2 separate regions of the Mus musculus genome follow, and region 2 is linked to region 1. Evidence: chromatin contacts called from public Micro-C data. All regions are on one chromosome and are shown on one strand. Each heading gives the region's core, a stretch centred on a gene start, on an enhancer-like site or on the middle of the called end of the contact. The rest is flanking DNA. Distances are from core to core; before and after follow the strand shown.

What was found. A called contact is a pair of places that touch in the nucleus more often than the background predicts.
Region 2: a contact with region 1 is called in a Micro-C map of palatal mesenchyme, with 2.1 times the contacts expected there. The contact joins the enhancer-like site here to the promoter of Bnc2 in region 1. A contact is called at or near these places in 2 of 484 Hi-C or Micro-C datasets (epidermal suprabasal cells and palatal mesenchyme) and 1 of 115 datasets of contacts at active chromatin or transcription factors (embryonic stem cells).

The regions. Positions count from the first base shown.
Region 1 is chr4:84,673,147-84,679,611 of GRCm38.p6, forward strand. It overlaps Bnc2 (basonuclin 2), which reads right to left and starts at 2,257. Exons shown (of 7, transcript NM_001369083.1): 1 at 1,829-2,257. The coding sequence starts at 1,831.
Region 2 is chr4:84,764,808-84,771,272 of GRCm38.p6, forward strand. No RefSeq gene overlaps it. Among named protein-coding and RNA genes, the nearest start is that of Gm12415, 27 kb to the left of the region's middle. Within about 2 kb of position 3,489, at least 20 of the 459 cell types and tissues checked have an H3K27ac peak or open chromatin away from gene starts, as enhancers often do. A contact at or near this core is called in palatal mesenchyme, where this site is marked.

The DNA.
Region 1 (6,465 bases), core at 1,007-3,506:
GATTTTAAATCCACTGCTCTCTGGGAACAGAAAGAGTACCTACAACTCAGAACTTCATTAAAACTGAACAAGTTTAAAGGAAACGGCTACAAATATCATATAAAGTACAGAGCCTTTAAGGGCTCACAAAGGATTCTCGTGTGCATGATTCCAAAGAGTAAAAGGAAGTTCTCTCAAACTTAGACAAGGATTGGTACTAGAGGAAAACTTCCGAGCAGAAATACTTAGTGTCAGAAATAAAGTCCACCTAAAGCATGTGTGTCTGGGCATGAAACCACCTAAACAGGCAGAATACAAAACAGCGGGAGACAAATGGACTCAGCCACCGCTCAGTGATTAGTATATGGGAATAGATCTGTAGACAAATAGTAATACTAGCCAGGGGAAGAAAAGGCGTGCAACTGGCTTTAATAATGTTCTGTAAAATGCCGTTACAAGAAACTCTCCAGCTCTAAGGAGATATATTTCATACTTTGTTTTGATCCCTCCATTAACACAGGATCCAACAACTACAAATGTTCACGAAGTACATAAAAATTAATAAAACAGGCCACTTTCTGCCACTTTAATCCTGGATACACAGGATTATTTTATGATGTCTTTTGTACATCAGTTTTACAACAGCTTGACTCTAGGGTAAATGGGAAGCATCATAAATCGCACGCTGCTTTCAAAACCTCTTTAATTTCTGTCAGCATTACTGTAACCGCAGTCCTGGGTGCATTTTGTATGTGTGTATGTCTGCATTTGACAGTACCATCTCCTACATTCCAGTTGTGACTTTGATCTCTGAAACAAGAGATGTCACATCAGGGGGAAGGGAAGAGGAAAAAAAAATGTCAACCTGCTATCACCCCGTTTCTTATACATCCCATGTACATAGGGCCCACTTTGTATCAGAGCCCCCAAGTGGGGCTAACAACAGCGACACTGGGTGGTAGGGAACTCCAAGAAAAAAAGAGTGGTCAAGCCCCATTTCTAACAAATGACTTCCCGAAAGCAGACAGTGAGGCTCATCACTGGGTGAACTAATTGCCTGCTTCCTCGCTGCAGAGAAGCCGTCCCTTCCAGGGACTGGGCTGGAGTCCCCCTGCGCTGTGCCATCCCTTTTCCACCACCACTTGGCACTTACAAGTTTTGTTTTGTTTTAATCTTCGCCTCATCCCACGGGAGATTCCGTCTAGTTTTGTCCTGAGCTCCACCACTACTGTATATATATATATATGTTTTTAAATTCTGCCCCCCTTTCAGGTCTCAAATCCCACCGTCCAGTCGGCGTGTAAGCGCAGTGGGCCGGCTGCTTCAGAACCGCACTTCGGGAAAGCACACACGTGTCTGTCTAGCGGGATTTGACTGGCCGCGTCCGCGTCCTCCGCAGCCGCGCGGGCATCGCTGCGGTCCCCACGCGGGCCGCGGGCCGCGCCCCGGCACCCATGCCCAGCCGCCGCTCAGGGCTCTCAACAGGCCGGCAAGTTGGGAAAGTTGCCGCGGGTCCCGGCAGCCCCGTGCATCCCGGGTCCCCGTGTCCCGCGCCCTCCCCGAGGGCTCCCCGGTCCCCAGAGTCCCCGACTGGCCGCCGCTCACCTAAGGCGCGGGGAGCCCTCGCTCCCGTCCGCCTGCCCGCCCGCTCGCCCTCCCGCAGCCGCCTCGAGAACTTGGGGCCAAGTTGGGGGAGTGGGGGGTGGATTTCGGGAGCGCCGCCGGCTGCCCGCCTCCTCACGCCGCGGCGCTAGAGGAGAACGCGGCCCGCCGCGGCCCCGGGGCGTCCCGCCCGGGTCTGTCCCTACCAAGTGCAGACGCAAGCGGAGAGGAGGTGGAAACTTCTTACCATCTCGGCATGCTGGTTGTCAAGTGCAGCCCCCGCCTCTTGGTCTCCTCTTAGCGGCCGCGCCTGGACCAGCCCCTCGGCCGCCTCAGCTCGCCGCTCGGCCTGCTCCCTCCCCCGCCCGGCCGCTCCGGGCCGCGCTCGCCGCCCGCGCCACTCCCCACCCGCCCGCGCGCGCCCTCGCCGCGGCCCCTCGGCGCTCAGGTGACTGATTTACACCCGCGCCCAGGGTCGCGCTCGCTCCCTCGAGCCGGCGCTCCGAGTTGTCCCGCTCCTCCCCGGGCAGAGGGAGAAAAGAAAAAAAGGGAACGGACTGTCCGGGAGGGGGGCTGCTGGCGAGGCGGGGTGCGCGCGGCGGCGCGGGGGGGACCGGTGGCCGCGCCGGCACAAGTTTCTGCTCCCGGCGCAACTGTCCGGACTAGGGTGTTCGCCGCCTGTTTTGTTGTTGTCCTCAAGCTTTTCTAGGGGCTTCGGGGAGGATGTCTAGCCCTCCCCCACCCCCACCTCGCTAGACACACACCCCCTCTTCCGTGGATGGAAAAACAACTTTGGCGCCCCCCGGGGGGTGCGGGCGTGGAAGTGGAGGTGGCGGCCAGCGCCCAGCTGTCAACAAGGGGGAAAAATGCGAGGAGCCGGGAGGGGAGAGGGAAGGCTGCGAGCCGCCGCCGAGCACCGGGCGCGAACTTTATTCCGACTGCGGCGCAGCGCCTCCGCTCCGGGCTTCTCCCACTCTCGGTCTGCTCGGCCCGGCTCTGGTCTGCCTTGGGCGGCGCCGGAGTGAAGGCAGGGGAAGCCCGGGGACCGTGACGCGCCCGGGGACCCGGGGCAGAAAGTTGCGCACAGCTAGGGGCGAAAAGTTTCTGGGAGCGGCGGCTTTGGTGCCGGCCCAGACGGCGGCTTGCGGCCAGGGCTTCCTTCCCCTTCTAGGTCTGGGCCTGGAGCTGCAGCTGGCGGGGGAGAGGAAGGAGACTGCCACCCTAGCGGGCGCCCGCGACGGACACCAGTCACACGTGTGGGGTGACACTCAGACGACCCGAGTTGCCCTGCTTTAAGACACGGGTTGCCGGCGGCAGGCTCGGCACGCAGCCGCCAGCGGTTGAAGGACACTTCTTAAATGGAAGCAAAACACAGTCGGGCTGCAAGATTCGGGGGGGAGGGGGGAGACTTAATCATCCTCATCTTTCTAATGTACACCGTGTGCCAAAACCGTCTCCGCCTCGTGCAGATTTATCATCGCTAGAGCAAACTTTTTGCTTATCTGTCTCGGGAGGAAAGCACAGGTTTCTAGCACACTCTTGAGCTCTAAGAAATCAGAGAATCCTGCGGAAGATTTGGTTGGCTGAAAACAGGTTTGATTACTGTTTCTTCCTGAAAAGAGTAACTCGTCCCTCCTTCCATTCTCTCTTTCCCCAAGCAGAGGGAGAAGCCTCATAATTTCATTCAGAGGTCAGAATTAAATTCCTCCGAAAATATGTAGACTTGGAATTTAGGACACACTCACACACATACACACACCGTCATAAGTTTAATGTATATTCACAATGGTTAAGCTTAATTTTTTTTTCAGGATCCATGGCTGACTAGATCCCAAGTAGCAACAGCTGGCCTGAGAATGTGAGTTAGCTTATCCACGTGGATCCAGCCTTTTTTTTTTTTTCTTTTTTTTTTAAACATTAGGGCCACCAGCACCTGCAGTTCCTTGTACTAGTTGGGTTCAAATTCCTGACTCCTCCTAGGCCCATGCAAAGCAGATTGGTAGTCACTTCAGAATCTGTCGATTCTATGCAGGAAACACTATAGACTTTAGGCACATGTTTATCTCTTAAATTTTCTAATGAGTGACAGTTGCTGTGGGACAAATTACGGGTTAGGTATCTAACCGTTATCCAATATGTTTAAATGCATGTTATCAAAGTAGGCTCATCGTCAAATGATTTGATTAAGGTGTGGAGCATATTCTCTTGTTCTCTAAGCAGAACTATGACGTCATTCTGTAGCAACTGATTACCCGAGAGATAATGGTGACCAAATGTTCATTCTGAGGTCCTAGGAGCCTCACAAGCAGCTTCCAGAAAGAAGCCAAGTTTCAGTGTGTTTCCCTGCATCACGAAAAGATTGGGAAAAGCTAGCAGCTAATTTCAGAGTCATTACCCACACAAACCCATTCATACACTTAACTGCTTTTAAGTGACAGTCCAGCAAGTTGCCAAACAGTTGTATCCACACAGTGTGTTTCTGGCTGCACACCTACATGTGCCACGCTACTTTTTTTTTCTACATCAAGCAACCTGTAATTTACATTCCTCTGATTGGTTCCAGAACTGACTGTTCTTGATGTTAGCATGCAGTCACTCTACCTGAGGTCAGATGTATCTAGCGAAGTCCCCCTGCCTTTCTAAACAGTCATTACAAAGATGGAGTCTGGGCTGGACTGAAGAGCAGCCTTTAAGAAGGTGGCAGAATTGGCAGAAGCCATAGTCTTGTCTCCAGTGACTTTGACAACTGGCTCAAGATCTTACTTAGGTCAGTGGTCCTCAACCTGTGGGTCTTGAACCCTATGGACTACCAGAAAACACAGATATTTACATTACAATTCATAATGGTAGCAAAATTACAAGTATGAAGTAGCAACAAAAATAAATTTGTAGTTGGGGGTCACCACACCACCAGGCACTGTGTTAGAGGGCTGAAGCATTAGGAAGGAGGAGGGCCAGAGCCTTGGGTCCTCTGTGTCCTGCAATATCCTAATGCTTTGCAGCTACCTGACTCAGTGCCCCATCCAGCTGTTCAATCTTCTGTTGGACTCCACTCTCTTTGGCTCTAATTTGCTCATCTGCTTTCTAGGCTTAGACCTTGGTGGCTCTTCTCTTTGCTTAAACTCTTACCCTGTCCAGAGTCCCTTTCTTCCCACTTTCACCTTATCTCCAACTTTACTCCTGAAGAGTCAAAGAAGATAGCTCTTCGTTTACTCTGCAAAATCCTCCTTGCCCCATCCGTTCTACCTCTCCTTTTGTCTTTTGTGTGCTTGTCTTCGTGTAAGCTGTGTTTTGTTTTTGCTTATATGCTTACTACTTTTCAGCTAAAGAATAAGCTTAGTCAGGGCAAAGGATGGGTCTAGGAATGTCAGAAGCATTATCACCATTGTGTCAAAGTGCTATAGGAATACGGCAAAACAGTCCATTCTTTGAAAGGAGACAGGAGACACTATTGTACCCAGGTATCCGCTGGGTGCGTACTGGGGACATCCAACAGTCCCCAAGGCCCTCCTAGAAGGGCCATGAGGACAAAACTATTTTTTGTTTGTTTGTTTGTTTGTTTTTTGTTATTTTAAGACAGGGTTTCTCTGTGTAGCCCTGGCTGTCCTGGAACTCACTTTGTAGACCAGGCTGGCCTTGAACTCAGAAATCTGCCTGCCTCTGCCTCCCGAGTGCTGGGATCAAAGGCGTGCGCCACTATGCCCGGCGACAAAACTATTTTTTATTTGTGTAATATGAAATTGTATACATTTCCTATTCTCCCCTGTGCATTTCTATAGGCAGGGTGACGCGTCACATCACAACAGGCTGGTTGAGGTGCAGAGGAGACTCCCCCGCTTCCTGGTCCATCAGTTGTTACAGGACACGTGCCACGGAAGTGTAAATCAAGGCCATTCCTGTCACTACATTTTTGGGCTGATTTATAAGCAGACTTTCTTTTAAATATGTGCATTTGTTTGTTTCATTTGCTGTGCTAACGAATTACAAAAAAAAGAAATCAGTAAATTAGACCACAAATTTATCATAATTCTGGATGCCTGATAGAAGATGTATTAAACACAAGTGTTTCTAAATCTAAATATCGAGGTACTTACATATGTTCCTTTCTGGGGCCAGAATCTGTTTTCTTTCCCTTTACACCTTTGAGAAGCTGCTCCCCGGCTCAGGGCCCCCTCCCCTGAGGCCACTCAGCACACTCATCTTCCTTACTCTGCTTGCTGCTTGCTGGTTGTAGCCACCTTAATGATTACTTTGGGTCTACTGAGGTAATCCGGGAAAGTCTATCTATCTCAAGCTCCTTAATTTAAAGACATAGACTTATCATTATTAGAGGTTATTGATTCTTCCTACTAGAGAATGATAACAGCAAATGGCTCTACTTTCCTTTTAAACAAATTGATAGCTTATTTAAAACATCAGCATTTACATTTTTAATAAATACTAATAGCTGTTGTTCATATCAATAAAATCATTTTTCAGTCTTCCAAAAACTGAAGAACTTAAACCATCAAGGTCATAAAACTGAACCGTGGGACACTCTCTGTCCTGCACCACTGCCCCGTCCCTTCTCAGTGCTCCAGATGAAAGCCGTCCTCCTAAGCGGGTTATAATGGCTCTTTCCCTCTGCCGACTGCCTGAATGCTGAGCAGCTTACTTGGATCTAGAATGTGGAAGAGCCACTGAGGACTTCATGTGAGGATTATTTTGGTAAGGATCATTTTACTTAATAAAACCCCAAGTGGTAGATAACAAATAAATGGTCATTTCTATGATCTGGACATTAGTGTGAGAGAATATGGTACCTTCAACACTCACATGCACCTTGTAACCAAGAGCCACCCATGTTCCAGGGATGATGAACTTGGAAAGGGAAGAACACTGAGC
Region 2 (6,465 bases), core at 2,239-4,738, 93 kb after region 1:
TTGATTTATTTGCTTGATATTCATTTAATTGTCTTTTAATCCAAGGTCTAATTATTAGCCCAGGCTTGCCTTGAAAATCCACCTGCCTCTTCTTCTTTAGTGCTAGAATTATAGAAATGGCCCACCAAATTCTGCTACCTTCTTTCTTTATTAATACCTAGGTTTAGGTATTTTGTCATTGCAATGGAAAACTGACTAAAAAAGAAACCAAAGTTCTGCTGAGCTGGAACCACTATTAACTTCTCCTTATTTGTTTGTCCAATTAGAGATTGAAAGTAGACACATATAAGGATATTATTTAATTTCCCTAAATTATGCATCTATGACTGGTGATTTCTGCAATATTATTTTGGGGTTATTTATAGAAGTGATTTATAAGTGATTCTTAAAGTCTGTAAGATTCATACATTTTATAAATATACTTTGCTTAGTTAGTCATAGGGTAGGAAGATGTAATGGTAGCATTTAGGTGAACTTTTATTAAACAGCGCTGCTTTTCCTCAGTCTGTACCAGCAAATTGTCATCAGGACTCATTAAAACAGTATCCCATTATCAATTAATAGTAATAGTAAAATACTGATTAATATTAAATGAGCTAAAATAAATAATAAGTTGAAAAGAAAATATACTAATTTCTTTATATTGTTATTGAAGGGTATGAGTATTATGCCTACATGTATATATCTGTGTGCCACATGTATGCCTGGTACCTGCAGAAGGCAGAGGGCATCAGATGCCCTGGAACTAGGGTTATAGACAGCTCGGCGTGTGGTGCTGGGAACTGAACCCACTTCATTGGAGGACCAGTCAGTATTCTTAACTGTTCAACTGTCTCTTCAGCCTCCTCTTAAAAATTTGTTAATCTGTTTTATTTATGTTTGCTTGTATTTGCTTGTGTGAGTTTATGTACAGGACCTGCGTGCAGGAGCCTGCAGAGGCTAGAAGAGGCTGTGCCCCTGGAAGTGGAGTTACAGACAGTTGTGAGGTATCAGGGGCTGAGAACCGAGTTCCAGTCTTCTGAGACAGCAGTAAGCAGCACACTTACCACTGAGTCATTCTCCCCAAACCCCATGCTTCTGTATTGGTGCTAAATCTGCATGGTGTCATCAGTGTGTCTCCTAAATTCCTTTTCCCCTAGCAGATATCAGCCTACATATGGGCATTTTTCATCCTGCATAGACAGTTGAACAAATGTCTCAGGGTAGGTGTGGGAGGTGAAGGAGAGGGAGAGCTAACAGGTCGAAAATTGAATATATACTGTAGGGCGTGATCAGACTACGTGCCATTTCACCTTTTGTATGACAGCTTGCTTGTGACTACTTTTCATTCAGGTGTGACTTTCCTGGCTGCCCTCATTCCTCAATAGACTTTAAAGATTTTCTGATTGAGTGTATGAACATACCCACGTTTACACCTGCATTCATTTAAATGAAACCTGTCGAGTTTGGCTACATTTTTCTTGCCTTTAGACGTCATTCACAGACAATGGAGAGTTCTTTTAGCCTAAGACAATAACTGTCTCAAGTTTACATGGAGAAAAAAATATATATACTTTTAAGAAAATTTAGAATGGTTCAAGTCTTTGTCATAAATCAGTAGAGAAATTGAAATTCAAGGAAACCATAGAGAAAGAAATAATGAGAGATGACTTAATCCTGATGTATCAACTGGAATAGCCATTAAGGTTCATACTCTGTAAGAAATTAAGCCTCTATCAATGTTCACTACGGCTTACTGAACTGAAAAAAATATGGTTCACACTTGTTCTCTGTGAAAATGGATTGGTGACATAAAGCTTTGTTAGCAAGACCTTCCTCAGGCTGCTTTCTCTTCCCCTCTAAGATCATAACCTGTGACCTTCAGTATTCATGTTGTCATCAGCCCAAGTTGTCATGTTAAAATAGAGGTGCTTTCACAATAAGAATAAGTAAGTACTGGTAAAATATTTTGATCACAGAAAAATAAAAGGCAGAAGGAGGTTTTATGGGCTTTTATGTCTGAGTTCAGCCCCTCAAAGCATGTGGCATCTGAATTCCCATAAAGGCAACTGCCAAGCCAAGAGTGCTTGTGATTAGCATCCTCTGTGAACCACTTAGTGCAACGAGTGCTCCTTCAAAGAACTGCAAATCGCAGACTAAGTCAGGCTCAGACTACATTCCGTTTTCTTTTTTTCCCCTCTCATATGCTGTCGCTGCTGTCTTTTCTCAGTGCCTGCTGTTTTCTGTTATTCCTGCTTTTCTATCGATTCTGGAGGCACGGGCCTTTGACCTTAGAACAAATGCAAAGAAATATTCGTGGAGTAAAATGTTGTGGAATAATAGGATGCCAGGACCATCTGACTGTAAGAAATGCAAGTTGCTCCTCTGGTGGCCAAGATTTGATTCTCAGAGCTGGCTGAGCTGGCATGCAGAGCCCTTAAAGCTAGCGGGGAAAGCCTGCATGCAAGCAAGCATGCATGCAAGCAAGCACGCATGCCGACCCAAGTCTTGTTCTCTGTAAATAGCAGCTGTATGGTGAGTTTCCATCAGCGCCTGTATGTAAAGCTCTCTGTGCTCACTTATGGAATGGTGTAGGAGCTGGTACAAACCAAGATAGAGCAGCAATTGGATTTTTATTTTAAAGATCCAGACTTCCCTCCTATGTTGATTTGTTAATAAAAGCTCTCTAATTAATATGCCGCCTTAATAAATCCAAACATTTAACTTCCCTTTAAACTTGAAGGTTTACTTCGGCTTTTGGTATGTCTGTTGGCCTCAAGAAGCTGAACTACCGATCTTTAAATCGTCCTTTAGAAATAATGACTGTAAGCAAGAGACTTGGTGGTGAAGTCCCCCAACCCCCCAAAACCAGTTTTTAAACTACTAAGTAATAAACTTACAGAAGAGAAAGAGGGAAAAGAGAGTGATGTTGATAGTATAATTTACAAAATGGCCTTGGGGGCCTTGGGGGCCTTGGGGGCCTTGGGGCTACAGCACTAACCTGGGAAACTGGAGAACCTACTCCCTTAGTAACCGTAGGGAAGTCTTTCCTGGAGGCATGGCTTTCTGTTGGTGTGGAGACACAGGGGGTGGGGGGTGGGAGGTGGGTGGGGGCAGCGGGTAGGAAACTAATGAGATGGAAGGTGCTAGAAAGGTACAGAATATTACAGCCTTCTTCACAACCCTACAGCTTTACTTTTCATGAACATTATTAACATTTGGCAAAGAATCATTACTTGACAATTTATTATCCTGTTCAAACCCAGGTAGGTTAAAAGTTTAAACTTTTTATACTGGAAACCCGGTCTCTCGTGCATTTTAGAAACCCCAGATACCACAAAGTTAAAAAAGAAGAAGAAGGAAAAAAAAAGCCCTCCTGAATTTCATTTGCAAAGCCTCTCTTTTGGCACACAAGGCTCTGCATTAGAGTGAAATATTCCATTGAAACGCCTGCTCTGGCACCGAGAACGGAGAAAAGCCTTGTGTTTGTGTACTCTGTGAAGTCGAACAACAATTTCCAACATATGTTAGGAGAGGCTGCCCTCTTTGGCGATGGGAAAACGGATAGCTCCAGAGGGAAAAGCAAACCGAGCGCTGAAAAGTTTTGTTAATCTTTCACTGGTGAGGCTGAGCTGGGAACACAGCAGCCTGTTGGCTGTGGAGAAGGCTGGAGCCAAAGGGCCCAGCCCACAGGAAATGAACGTTGTCCTCCTCAGTGAGGCTACTTAAGTAGAGAGAAAACATTTACAGTACTTGTAATTACGATGGTTTTCGGCACCTAAATTGTCATAAATCACATTTATAAAAGCCATCTTCACGCTAGTCAAATTTTGAAAGCTGCAAAATATATTCAGCTGGTGGGTAGTTTGAAACGGTGGTACATATGTTTGGAATAAATACATCTTATAATTATGGTTTTTAATACTGGGAGGTTTCTTATGAGGATTTATGCTCACATACTGATGATAATGGAGTACATTGTGAACATAATAGAGTGGTGATGGGTGGTATTTGTTCCGGTATTTCTACAAAATACTGCTTCCAACTCTGAGGGGTCTGTTCCTTTGTAAATCCCCATACATCAAGATAAAAATACACTTCTCAGTGTATCTCCTGGAGCAACTACCCAGAGAGAAAATACACGCATTTTCACACCCAGTTCATGGATCTTAAAACATAATTACGTCTTATTGCGTTGTTGATCCCAGAGCAGTATTTGAATTAAAAAGGAGCGCCAATAGAATTGGTGGAAAGCAAAAGAGCTCTATTTTATAGCTGAGTTCGTGGTGGAGTGAAATCTAGTTTTAATAAAAGAGTAGTATCATAATAAGCAGACGAGTCAAACCGGTAATTAGAGTTTTTATTACATATGTATTACCTAACAGGAAGCCAGTCCTACCAAGCAGAAAATAAAGGGGAGAGATGGTGAAGGATTAAAGACCCTGGCAGCATCAAGGAGAAATCTGAATTAACTCTTTGCCCAGTCTCATACACAGGATAATTGTATTTTGGTCAAGAGGGCAAGATCTGAGATGTCTGTCTCTATACTAATCTTTCATTCAAATATTTAATAAATACTTGCTAAGTACTTCTATGCTGGCCATTAACCTAGACACTGGAAACAGAAATACAAATTAGAGTCCAGCCCTTAGGAATGCCTGTCTCGGAGAAAGACAAATAATTAAAGCACGCCCCGAACAGCAGCGCGAGTAGCAACTTTTGTCTTGACACGGATTCCATGGTAAACACTGCAATAAAAGGCACACTTTGTGGGGTTCTTGTTGCTGGTACTGGGCCGAGGGTACAGCTGGCAAGGTAAAGCGCTGCGTCAGCACCTTCGAAGGATGCTATCCTATAGCTCTTGGTCTTGCTTCATTTCCATAAACATTCAAAAAATGTGGAGCTCTGCTTTTTGTGGATGTTCATATTCCACCGGATCCCTTTCCTATTTTGAAAGTTTATATATTCGAGGAGAAAAATGTAATTAGATTGCTGAGTTATCCACCTTCCCTGAGAATGCAGAGTGTCACCACAGGTTAAAAATCAGTTGCAGGCTGTGATGAAAGATCTCTCCTTCTGCTTTCAAATAGCCATCTGCCATTTCCACATACTGCCTCTGTGGCCGAAAATCTCTATAGAACCTGCATTCTACTGGTGTCTGGCTGTCACATTTGCTTAGCTGTAAGTCTTTTATCATTAGAATCATTAAAATTAACATTAATCCCCGCACTTAAGAGAGTGCAGAGTCAGGCAGATCTCTGAGTTTGAGGTCAGCCTGATCTACAAAGCAAATTCCAGGCCAGCCAAGGCTATGTAGTAAGGCCTTTCTCCAAACAAACCAAACCAAACCAAACCAACGAAAACAAAATTTAGCTCCTTTCCTTAGAACAGATTCTGAGGGGAAATGGGAGGAGCCCGGTATAAAAAGGAATGATGCTCTGGGGTGGGAGGGCTCTGGTGCAGGTTCATGGGACTGCAGTCTGTGGAAATATGTCTCTACCTAATGACTGAAGTGGCCTGTGTGGATAGACCGTCATTCTCCCTAGATGAATAGGCCAAGACAGACTGTGATGTTGATGACAATACTCTTTGTTTAAGATAGCAGAACAGCTTCCTCCTTGTTTATTATACAAAGGTGTGTGGGGGTGGGGGTGTACAATTCATGTGTGTGTGTGTGTGTGTGTGTGTGTGTGTGTGTGTGTGTGTGTGCAAGTGGAGGAAAGAGATAGCATTGTGTGTTTTGTCCAATCACTCTTTAATTGGTTTTTATTTGATTCAGGGTTTTCACGGATGGCTTCATCCCCATCTCCCCGGCACTGGAGTTTCTGCCTCCTGCTACCACGCCCAGCTTTTTCCTTGAGTTCTGGGGTTTGTACTCTGGTCCTCCTGGTTGTAAGGCAAGCACTTTATGAACTGAGCCACCTCTCCTGCCCCCATACAAAATTCATTAATAGACTACTTTTTTAACTTTGAAGATCTTCACCGCAGCTTATGCATCTCATTGAAGGCTTCTAAGGTTGAGGCGATTCCTACCCAACCACCCTCCCTTCCTTCATTTCCCTCACAGGAGACATACCATGCACCACAGCTAAGGCTCTTGCTATTATCTCTAGCTCCCTTCCCTTCATCTTTCACAAATATCTTTTCCCTGTTAATTTTCTGTTTCTGCTTCCTAGATGACATGAGGTATCACATATTGTCCTGAGTCACTTGACAAATAGGCAGTGAAATGGGGTGCATGGACACCCGCTGATAGGAAGATCATCCTGGGTAGTGGCTGGGATGGAGGATTCCTAGGCTAGGTGGTGGGTCAGTTTCTAAACAGTTTACTAGTGGCACACTGAGGCACATCCTGGTGAAGGTGAGGGATGTTGAGTCTAATAAATGTTAAGAGCGAAGGAGTCATGCCCAGATACTGATTGGATGGAGCCTGCTTACTGACAAGCTTCCCTGATGCCCTTCGTGGGGTTAACAGAGTCCCAGAGC